3 separate regions of the Sus scrofa genome follow, and all the other regions are linked to region 2. The links are chromatin contacts, called in public Hi-C maps. All regions are on one chromosome and are shown on one strand. Each heading gives the region's core, a stretch centred on a gene start, on an enhancer-like site or on the middle of the called end of the contact. The rest is flanking DNA. Distances are from core to core; before and after follow the strand shown.

Region 1 (3,804 bases), core at 1,041-3,540, 110 kb before region 2:
CTTTGGGACGCCTTTGCTAACCGGTGCCACACATATGGATCCAGCCCTTGCTTCTCCTTCCTGAGCAGTTAGGGAGTTCGTACCATCACTAACACGTGTGTGTGCGTGGCCAGTTGTTTCAATTCCGCCAAGGCTCCCAGCTAGACCAACAACACAGCGTGCGCCCCCAGGGAGCCGTCTCAATACTCCATCTCCACAGGCAGCTCCAATTAAATACTTCGGCCGCTCCTCAGGAGCTCGAAGGGTGTGCAAAGGGAGCCTTGACCCTCCTGCCAAGATTTTCCCTTCTGTCCCCAGCACCTGGATGGACTCCCACAGTCCCTCTTCATTGTCCCGTTCACCTCCCAAGAGCCAACCTGCTAGAAAAACTCCTGCCAAAGAGCCCATCGGGGACAGCATGGGAGGACTGCAGGAGGCATATCAGAGAACAAAGGGCTGCTTCTCATGCTGCCTTGGATACAGCTTGAAAATTTAATACTAACCTATTCTGATAATATGAAACAATTTGGCAGTTTGTCCCAGAATTATAAGCATTTACAAAATGGGGAGTCATAAATGTGCATTTGTAAAATGTATGCCTGCCAGCCCTCTCCCTCGCTCCTCCACAAAGACTTCCCACCTCACCGCATTTCTTTTCTTGCTGAGAGGAAGACAGAGCTAATTACAATAAATAACCACAACCAAGGTTCCTTTCATCTTACAGCAACAGCAGCACTCAGACAATGGACAGACATGTGAAAAGGCTCATGGCATTTCGGTCACAGGACTCTCCCAGTTCACAGCCTCTCCTCGTCCAAGCACTGGTTGGAATTGAGGTGATCCCTGGCTCTCTGACTAGAAATGTAAACCATTCTTCTCAACTGTCAGACTTTCAGAATTATGCGAATGAAACCACAACCCATCCTGACAGTTTTTGAATCTGTGCCCCTTCACTCAGCAGACACCAGATTCTTCTTCCAGTTTCAGGACATGCATCCTTCCGCAGAGGAGGATTACCAGTCATAAACCAAGAGGAGGGCTCAGGTTTAACATCCGCAGGTGGGAGAGGAGTCTCCTTCCTCTCTGTAACCCCAACACCCAGCTCTGTGGTTGGCCCAATGAGCAGACAACCCAAAGGTGCCAGATGAAGGGCAGCAGGCAAAACCATTTTCCCTTGTAAATGAATGACATCTAATTAAGCAAAGGCCACAGACATGAAGTGAGACATGAGGACATAAAATTTGTCTTTCATGGCAGCCAATGATTCTGCAGGATCCTCTTCACTGGGAAAGACATTCTGTGGTCAGAACCTCGGAACCAGGGGCCTGAAAAGGACCTTGGCCAAGCCTACCGGTACAGACTGAAGACGGTGTTCCACAGGGATATAAGTGTTGGCCAAGGTCACCTGGTGTGGAGTTAAGGCAGGACCCCACGTCTTCCTATTTGCAGGCTCCTCCGACATGCTCTCCAAAAATCTTCCCCGAAAATCCTGCCTTACTTACACACTAGAGGCACATGTGAAGGCAGCTGCTCACGTCAAGGCAGCTGCTTCCAATTCAAGAGAAACTAAAGGTCACCAAAACGTGTCTCCCGCTGGGCTGGCCGCAGGGAGGTGACAGGCAAGGTCACTGGCGAATTTCTACCTGCAGACACCACACCTCACACCCTCCCGAAGGATGCAAAGGTCAGTTTCCGGAGCTGCTGGCCACAGAGGGCCCCCGAATGCTGTCCTGGGGAAATGAGTTAACTTGGCTTTCCAGGTTCAGAAGCTTCCAGCAATGAATTAAACCCCAAGCCGCTGCAGAAGACAGAGGAGAAAAGCGCCACCGCAGCCGAACCCCACAGCCCGGCCGTTCACCCCTCTGCCTCCTTCGTGTTCACACTTGCGCGGGCCGCGGCGCCCCCAGCCCGTCCACTCCGCGGGAGGCCACCGCTCTCAGCCCGCGAGACGCGTTTGGGGGAAGTGGGTCCTGGGCGCTGCCCATGGGGGCTGGGACGGAGCCGCCAGGCCCAGCCGCACTGGAACAGGGACAGATCGCCGCCGCCGCCCCCGGCCGGCGGGCCCCGCTACGCCAAGGAGGGGGCTGCGCCACGTACCTCGGCCGGCAGGTGCCGCCGCCTCCGCCGCCTCGGTTTGCGGCTGCAGGGGACGCCGCTCGGTGCAGCCTGACGCTTTCGTCCGCATACTAGGGAGCGGGAGCCCGCGGGCCGCCAGTCCCTGGCCCCGCGCCCCCGCCCGCCCCCGACGCCGCGCTCGCGCCCATTCAGTCCAGGACCATCAGCTCCCTGGCTCAGATGCGGAGGAGGGGCGTGGGGCGGGGCCGGAGTCACGAGTACGCCAGAGACCAATCAGAGCGCGTGAGTGCTCCCGGGGCGGCCCGGCTCCCAGAACACGCAACCCTCCACCCTGCCGGGTAAAGGGGAGGGGGCGCCCCCAGCCGGACACGCGCGGAGCTGTGTGCGGCATGGGGGGTCCCGGGTACCCACCGCCCTTTGGATCTCTGTGCGGTTAGACTGTGGAGGCACTAAGAAGAGGTGTATTTAGACTGGTTCTAGAAGATTACTGAGGGGAGGACTCGTAGTTGCGGAGCCGCTGAATGAACCGGCTTTATGTAGTCACGTGCTTTATTCTACAGGACCGACCCCCAGGCAAAGCAGCTTTGGAGTTCTAGGGCCCTGGAGACAAGCAGGGAAACCTGAGTGCGGCTGGGGATGTGCAGAACAGAAAAGCGAGAGATTACTAGTTTCACAGCTGGGTAATTGAGACCCAAAGAGCAAAGGTGAGTCACTGGGGCAATTAGTGGCAGAACCAGGATCAGAACCTGCGCCTGGAGCGCCCATTTCCATACCTCTGGAATCCCCCTTGATTCTGGAGAGCAAATGGCATACAATTTTTAAAGCGTGAATATTGGTGAATCCCCAAGTTCAGGAATTTAAAAGACTTGAAAGGACGGATATGTTCTTTCTTTCAACGGCCAGGTGTGTAGAATGTGCCTGTGACATTGCTGTGCCATCGGACTTGTTGACTCTCCAGTAAAGTCGGTGAAGTTGGTCTGCTTTCAGAATTTTCTTTCGGGTTGCTGGACATATACAGAGCAATCACAGTCATGTGCCTGTGGTGCCTGTTAGGTCCTTGCTTGATAAAGAAGATTCTAGACATTGAGCCAAATATGTCTCTACGAACTGAGAGTCTTATCACTCTTTTTTGCAACAGCTTGCACTCAGTTTGCACAGCTCCAAACAGGGTTTGAAGATGTCTGTGTTTGTCCCTCAGCGGGGATGGGGTGCTAAAAAAAAAAAAAAAAAGTGTTATCTGAGTAACAAAGATCAGGGGGGAGGAGTTCCCTTGTAGTTCAGCAGGTTAAAAACTAGACTAGTGTTTATGAGGATGCTGATTCAATCCCTGGTCCTGCTCAGTGAGTTAAGTATCCAGCGATGCCGTGAGCTGTCACAGATGCAGCTTAGATCCCGCGTTGCTGTGGCTGTGGCTATGGCATAGGCCAGCAGCTCTGATTTGACCCCTAGCTTGGAGACATACACATGCCACAGGCATGGCCCTAAAAAGAGAAAAAAAGAAAGAAAGAAAAAAAGATCAGGAGGGAAATCTTGGAAAGGAAAGGGTGGAAGGATTCTCCCTTCACGCCTCCCAAAAGGATTTTGTCATAAAAATGTTTCTGGATTATCTAAGGTGACGACACTTGAGCATTTTGAAAATACTGGTGAAAAAGCTGTCACTAGGAGATCAAAATCCAGTGTGTTGGCCAAGGCTGACCAGCAGAGCAGCGGCCTGGCTCCGTGGGGTTAGTGACAGCTGCAAGGGGAATG
Region 2 (3,742 bases), core at 1,186-3,685:
TTGGTCTTTACAAGGAGGATTTGCCTTTTCAGTCTATCTCTGTATCTCAAAAGATAACCAGCTGCCCTAACTAGAGTTGAGTGGTGGGCATGGCCCTGCATGGACAGTTACTAGCCTCCTTAACCACAGTGTGGATGCTGCACTGAATTCTTGACCTGGATTATCTCACTCATTTAAATGGGGGGAGGGGGCAGTATTGAATGCAGATGACAAAGGCTTATCCATATCTGTAAGAAATGAGTTCTTTAAAATGGACAGTAGGAGTTCCTGTTGTGGCTTAGTGGGTTAAGGACACATCCAGTATCCATGAGGATGCAGGTTCAATCCCTGGCCTTGCTCAGTGGGTTAAAGGATCTGGCACTGCTGCAAGCTGTGGTGTAGGTCATAGATGGGGCTTGGATCTGGCATGGCTGTGGCTGTGGCATAGGCCGGCAGCTGCAGCTTTAATTCAACCACTGGCCTGGGGACTTCCAAATTCCTTGGGTGTGGCTTCAAAAAGGAAAAAAAAAAAAAAAAAAAGGAAAAAAACTGACAGTAAAGGTCAATAGAAACCAACCGATAGAAAAAAGAGCAAAGGATACAAATAGACAGTTCTCATAAATGTAAGTCAGACTAGCCAAAACATTTATGAAAAGATGCTCAGATTTTTTTTTGGCCACTCCCACAGCATGTGGAGGTCCTTGAGCCAGGGATCAAACCCGAGACACAGCAGTGATCCAAGATGCTGCAGTGAAACTCGGAATCTTAACCCACTGTGTCACAAGAGAACACATGCTCAGAATTATTAATAGGGAATTGCAAATTAAATTGAGATGCCATTGCTTACCTCTCAGAGGGGCTAAAATGCAAGTGATTCTGTTTCTTAAAAGAAATAGTTGACACCCCTCCCCTTATGTGTATGTGGCAGGGTTTTTCAAATTCCACACCACTGATGTTTAGGGCTGGATGTTTTGATTATTTATTTATTTATTTATTTATTTATTTTTACAAATGAGGCAATTTATTAACTCAGCATCACTTGTTGTAATGCTTCTTGTTGGCAGCTCCCACCTGCCAAGTGATTCTGTCCAGATCTCTCTGTTCCAGATGTGCCCATTTGTAGCCCCCATCTTGGTCCTTTTCCACCATTCTCAGCCCTTCCAGGACCTGGAGGACCCGGTGGCATTCTTGGAGCCTGTGCTGAGTGGTCAAGCAGGACACTGCTTCTCTGACATCCCCCAAAGATCCTAGTGATGGAGGGGTCCCCAGCGCGGCCCCGGAGGTCCAGCTGCTGTGCTGCAGAAGACCCAGTTCTCATCACAGGGCGTCGGCTTTGTATGCTTGGCCAGCTTGACAGGGTCCACCCATTCAGGGCCGTTCAGCTTCCTGGACCTCTTGAGGAAGGCTGGCAGAGCTCCAGACTCCCACTGGTTCACGCCTTTTACAGTAACTCCAGGCATCATGGGGCCCCTGTGCTGCCAGCCAGGAGAAAGGGGAGGTAATTCTTTATTGCAGGGGCTGCCCCTATATTATCGGATATGCAGCAGCATCTCTGGTCTCTCCCCGCTAAATGACTTGAACACCCCCCTCTCCTGTTTAATACCCAGAGATGACACTGCCAAACGTCCAGGGGGGCAAAACTGCCCCCTACCCTCACTAAAAACGACTTGGTATATAGGTAAACACATATAGCTGCACATACTTTTGTGAATACTTATTTTCTAGGGCTGTGCCTGCAGCATATGGAGGTTCCCAGGCTAGGGGTCAAATTGGAAATGCAGCTGCTGCCTACGCCAGAGCCACAGCAATGTGGGATCTGAGCCATGTCTGTGATCTACACCACAGCTCCCGGCAACGCCGGATCCTTAACCCACTGAGCGAACCCACTGAGCGAAGCCAGGTACCGAACATGAATCCTCATGGATAGTAGACGGGTCTGTAATCTGCTGAGCCACAACAGGCGCTCCATAATTTTAAAGACCATTTTATAGACAAGGAAACTGATGCACAGAAAGAACAAGTAGCTGTCAGCAGAGGACCCAAGATTCCAAGAGGAATCCAATTTCACGGCTTAGTTTCTTTCTTTTTCTCTCTCTTTTTTTGGCAGGCTCCTGGGCCAGGGATTGAATCTGAGCCACAGCTTTGACTTATGCCAGCAACACCAGATCCTTAACCTACTGTGGTGGCCAGGAATCAAAACTGAGCTGGCATGGAGACAATGCCAGGTCCTTAACCTACTGCGCCACAGCAGGAACTCCTTACGGCTCAGTTTCTTGCCTGAAAGGCAGCCACGCTGCTCAAGGACGTTCTTGAGGTCTGACCGGTTGAATGCATGGGGACTTTAGGTTCACGCTTCCAGGCAAGAACCATGGGTCAAGGAAGGGGAACCAGGGCCTAGGGTTCCTGAAACTATCACATGTGAGGCCACAGGCCCAGGGCCGGCTTGGCTCCTTGAGACGACAGTGTTGGGAAACCAGTCCAGAAAGCAGCAGCCAGCAGGGTCGCCTGACCTCTGAGCAGGGCTGACCGCTGCTCGAAAAGAAAGGCCTAAGGCTGAACCACAGGGCGGCCTCTCCTATACTCAGGAGAGTAGGTAAAGCGACTAGGGTGGAAGCAGACTCATGAGGAGGGTGGCGAGGACTGGACTCCTGATTGGATTCACTTCCCTCCCCACTCGGCCCCCTCCCCAAAGCCCCCTAGAGCCAGCTGGGTGCACGCTGTCCCTATCTGGAGTGGCAGGGGTAGGGCACAGGTTGGCATGATGCCTGGTGGGTTCCTCAACCTCTAGCCAGACCACAAGGGGCTGAATTTCCTGTTGCTTGCATGTTTGGGGCCCCAGATCACAAGATCTGTGAAGGCAGGGCCTGCATCTTTGGGGGCCTGGTGCAGTGGGCAAGGTTGGGTGGGTGCAGAACGAGAAGAGGAAGGGCGTGGGTGGGATTTTTTTAGGTTGAAATGTGCCTTCCAGGCCTCTGAGCCCAAACTCTTGGGTTCCTCGATTTACTCAAAGGCTGAGCAGCTCCGGGAGCTCTCTGGTGGTGTAGTGGTTAGGAATCATTGCTTTCACTGCTGTGGCCCAGGGTTCAATGCCTGGTCTGGGAACCGAGATCCTACGTCAAGCCGCAACATGCCATGGCCAAAACAAACAAAACAACCACCACCAAAGGCTCAACAGCTCTAAGGACACCCAAGGGCAGCCCAGGCGAGATGAGGTGCTCAGCCCTATCCCCTGGGACCAGGTTCTGGCCTTTCCTAAGTGGGGATGTGTCCCAGACAAAACAGAACTCCTGATTACCTCTCCTGGAAAGAGGGAGGAGGTGCTTCAAGAACCGGAGGCATGATCCTCATTCAGTAACTCAAGCTTAGCTTTTTTTTTTTTGTCTTTTTGCCATTTCTTTGGGCTGCTCCCGCGGCATATGGAGGTTCCCAGGCTAGGGGTCTAATTGGAGCTGTATCCACTGGCCTACGCCAGAGCCACAGCAACGCGGGATCCGAGCCGCGTCTGCAACCTACACCGCAGCTCACGGCAACGCCGGATCGTTAACCCACTGAGCAAGGGCAGGGACCGAACCCGCAACCTCATGGTTCCTAGTCAGATTCGTTAACCACTGCGCCACGACGGAACTCCAAGCTTAGCTTTTTAAATGGAAACTTCTCAGAGCTGCGTCTTGAAACTCTTGCTGGTCCAGTGTCCCCTCCTCCTGCCCCCACAGGTGCCCAGTTGGTAGGAACTTGTAAGTTGAAGACGCAGAGTCTCCTTAAT
Region 3 (3,303 bases), core at 243-2,742, 79 kb before region 2:
TAGCCAGTACCCAACATGCATTTTCTCACCCTCCCCTTCTAATCCTCTTCTATGGCGAGGCTATCAAGTTTGGTAAATCGCCACTCCTTCCAACTGATCCTGGGTGTGGCCTCAGAATCCCTGTGCCACTCTAGGAAGTCCCCAAGATCATGGTAGGTTGGGACCCAAGGAAAATCCTAACCATCCCAGCACTCCCCTTTAGTCAGGTCCAGCTCAGCCTGTGACAGCCATGCTACGGGATATTGTTATACAAGAATTTACCCAGCTTTTGTCCTGAATTCCTCAGATGGAACTTCTAAACTCTTGGAATTTTCTGAGTGACAGGAGTGTCTTTGTGATTCACAGTGGGCCCTGGGACCACACCTGAGTTCACGCTAATTAGGTGACTCCTGGTAGGTCCTAGAGAGTTTCGGATGAGGGCTGGCCAGGCAGAAAGACAGACCACGTGACTACAAAGTTGGGGCTTTGAGTCAGGAGATATCATTGAGGGAGTCAGGAGTGGGGGGGCAGGAGGGGTGCTGAAGATTGGGTTCAGTCATGTGGCTAGTGATTCCACTCATCAAGCCTGTATAATGAAACTCCAAGAAAAACTCTGGACACTGAGGCTTGGGTGAACTTCCTGGCTGGTGAATACATAAATGAGCTGGGATGGGAGGGTGATGAACCTAGATTCCACGTAGAGAGGACATGGAAACTCCCAGACTTTTCCCTATGGGCCTCTCCATTTTGGTGGTCCTGACTTGAATCTTTTATAATAAAACTGAGATTGTAAGTATAGCATTTCCCTGAGTTCTGTGAGTCCTTCTAGTGAATCATCAACCCGAGGGTATAGCTAGAAGCCCCACATTTGTAGCCGGTTGGTTAGAAGTCTGGGTGGCTTGGGGACCCCTGAACTTGTGGCTGGCATGTGACACAAAAGTAGTCTTGTTGGAGGCTGTGAATATAGCCTGTGGACTCTGCCCTAACCCTGGGTAGTTAGGATGGTAATGGCATTGCAGGAATGCAGGTGTGAGAGCCAGAGAGGAAGTCACACTCCTCCGAGGCTGCCATGGTAGCAAGTGCTGGAGATGAGAAGATCTCCAAGGGCAAAGCGGACTTTTGCAGACCTCACCTGTCCTTACAACTGAGACATGTCCTTCCACTGCCAACGTCATTAGAGTTGGGCTTCAGTAACGAAGTATGCAAATCTCCACGGGCCCCATAGGTACAAATGAGGTCACATTCATGACCTTGTTTCTCAAGTTCTTCCCTACTTCCAGTCCTGCAAAGTGCCCGTGCCCCATGAGAATTTCTGGGAGTGCCTGCAGGTATGCTCGTGAATAGGCTTTCATCAACTGTTTTAAACATTTGGCTGCACACTGCTCCTTCCACTGGACCACACTGTAACGGATATCTTATCTTGCTCCTCCAGCTCCTCTCTCCACCCTCCCCAGCCATGCTCTGTGTCCTGCAATGCTATAACCTTTATGAACTGCCTCATCCAGGCTACTTTGCCCTGGCTTCTGGTGTTGTTTAGCCAGTAGAAGTCACTGAGGGCAGGATGTTTATTTCCTGCTCCCTCTTTCAATGAGTGGGCTGATTCCCCTGACAAAATCTGCAGCTCTTATCAGGTGGCCCATTTGCTAACCACTTCCTTGCCTGTGCCATTAGGTCTAGGAGAGGTAAAGGCTTCCTGCTGTTGCCAGCCCTGTGATGCTTCAACACCCCTGGTAGGTTTCCGTGAACACTATCTGCGTCTTTGTAAATGGTCCTTCTGAGGCAGAATATTAGCTCAGGTAGTCAGTGGACGAGCATGGGCTTCGAGGCATTCTTTGATATGGCCATTGGGTAACATTTGTGGCTTAAGGGCTCCAGGGAGCAACATCCCCACAGGGCTTGTTTACTGTAGGGAGTGTACCTACGCCCAGATGGACATAATCCCTAATCCCCTGTGACTCAGTTTACGGGAGGAAAAGGTCAAAGAAACTATGAGACTTACAGGACACTTCCACCCCTAGGACCTTATTGGACAAGGACTGATATGGGTAACTGAATAAGGCCAATGGGAGAAGACCACATCTCTCTGGACCCCACGTTGATATCCCCCTCCCAACTTTAAGGAATAAAAACCCCTATAGGACAATAGAGAAAAGGGGGGCTCTTCTCCCCACCCACCCCCAGTAACCCTGGGAGCTATCTGCTTTCCTTTAATAAAAACTTTGCTTGCTGCCTGTGTGTTCGCGGAATTCATTCTTTGACCACCGTGAACAAGAACCCGGATTCTGGTGCCATCTTTCCAGCATCACTTCTTCAATCTCTCCTGCATTTGAGATGCCTTTTGCATCCTGCTGGGATCCTGACCACACAGACATCACTGCTGTTTCCATGGGATTACACATCCTTGGGGCCATCCCATCTCCCCTTGGGCATCACCAATAAATCAACCGGGTCTTCCTGAAGTAGAGTTGACATGTGCCTATGCTAGCATGGGAGGGATTGTCTCTCCCTGCTCTGTTTCACTCTGTTAGAGGGGTCTCAGCAATGTGCTGCTTGTACTCCGAGGTCTTCTAGAACTTTGGATAGAAATGGCACTTTCTGTTTGACCTACACGAGACTGGAGGAGGAGTCCTAAGAGGTCTGGGTCTGGGAGCTGACTTTGCTGCTAAATGGCTGTGTGCCCTTGAGCAAGTCACCCTCATTTTTAAGCCGGGTTTTCTCACTTCTAATGCAGGAGTTGGACTCAGTGATTCTTCCACTGCCCTGGGCTCCCAACCTAACTTTAGCCAGAGTGGCTCCTATTTGATCTATTTTTAGAATTTAGGCTTTCGTGAAGATTTCCTTTAAAGCATGGATTCCATGGCTTTGAAAATGCTTTAAGACAACTGGACTGGATAATTCTAAGGTCCTTTCCAGTCCCACTGTTTTTGAGCATAAAATCAACCTTGCCTTCCTCACCACTATGCCAGGAAGGTTCCAGGAATGAATGGAAAACTGAGGATTAAAGGCCCATCTCATGCCAGGCCCTGTCATGGCGAATCTACTGTGACTGGGTAAATGGTTTTGCTACCATCCATATCTAGCATCTTCTCCTTTACTTCTCATTTACTTCTGCCACTATTAGTAGGCTAGGAAAAAAAGCTGATTTAAAACCAATTGCATAAAATGCAAACCATCCTATCAAATAAAAATCTGGAAAAGATAGCAGCTACAAAAAAAAAATTTTTTTTCTTTTTATAGCTGCACCTGAAGCATACAGAAGTTCTTGGGCCAGGGGTCAAATCAGAGCTGCAGCTGCTGGACTAAGCCAGAGCCATAGCAACACCA

Evidence for each region. Hi-C and Micro-C count contacts between places; a contact is called where the count stands out from the background.
Region 1: a contact with region 2 is called in a Hi-C map of liver, with 8 times the contacts expected there. The contact joins the promoter of ST3GAL5 here to the enhancer-like site in region 2. A contact is called at or near these places in 2 of 5 promoter capture datasets (fetal liver and liver), 6 of 47 Hi-C or Micro-C datasets (alveolar macrophages, blood, embryonic fibroblasts and 3 more) and 1 of 2 datasets of contacts at active chromatin or transcription factors (skeletal muscle).
Region 3: a Hi-C map of liver shows a contact between it and region 2, with 1.9 times the contacts expected there. The contact joins two enhancer-like sites. A contact is called at or near these places in 4 of 47 Hi-C or Micro-C datasets (blood, embryonic fibroblasts and liver) and 1 of 2 datasets of contacts at active chromatin or transcription factors (skeletal muscle).

Annotation. Positions count from the first base shown.
Region 1 is chr3:58,861,470-58,865,273 of Sscrofa11.1, reverse strand. ST3GAL5 (lactosylceramide alpha-2,3-sialyltransferase) reads right to left here and starts at 2,290. Exons shown (of 7, transcript XM_021087293.1): 1 at 2,077-2,290. The coding sequence starts at 2,164.
Region 2 is chr3:58,753,749-58,757,490 of Sscrofa11.1, reverse strand. It overlaps the pseudogene LOC110259988. Among named protein-coding and RNA genes, the nearest start is that of POLR1A, 85 kb to the right of the region's middle. Within about 2 kb of position 2,435, at least 14 of the 83 cell types and tissues checked have an H3K27ac peak or open chromatin away from gene starts, as enhancers often do. A contact at or near this core is called in alveolar macrophages and liver, where this site is marked.
Region 3 is chr3:58,832,115-58,835,417 of Sscrofa11.1, reverse strand. No RefSeq gene overlaps it. Among named protein-coding and RNA genes, the nearest start is that of ST3GAL5, 29 kb to the left of the region's middle. Within about 2 kb of position 1,492, at least 13 of the 83 cell types and tissues checked have an H3K27ac peak or open chromatin away from gene starts, as enhancers often do. A contact at or near this core is called in liver, where this site is marked.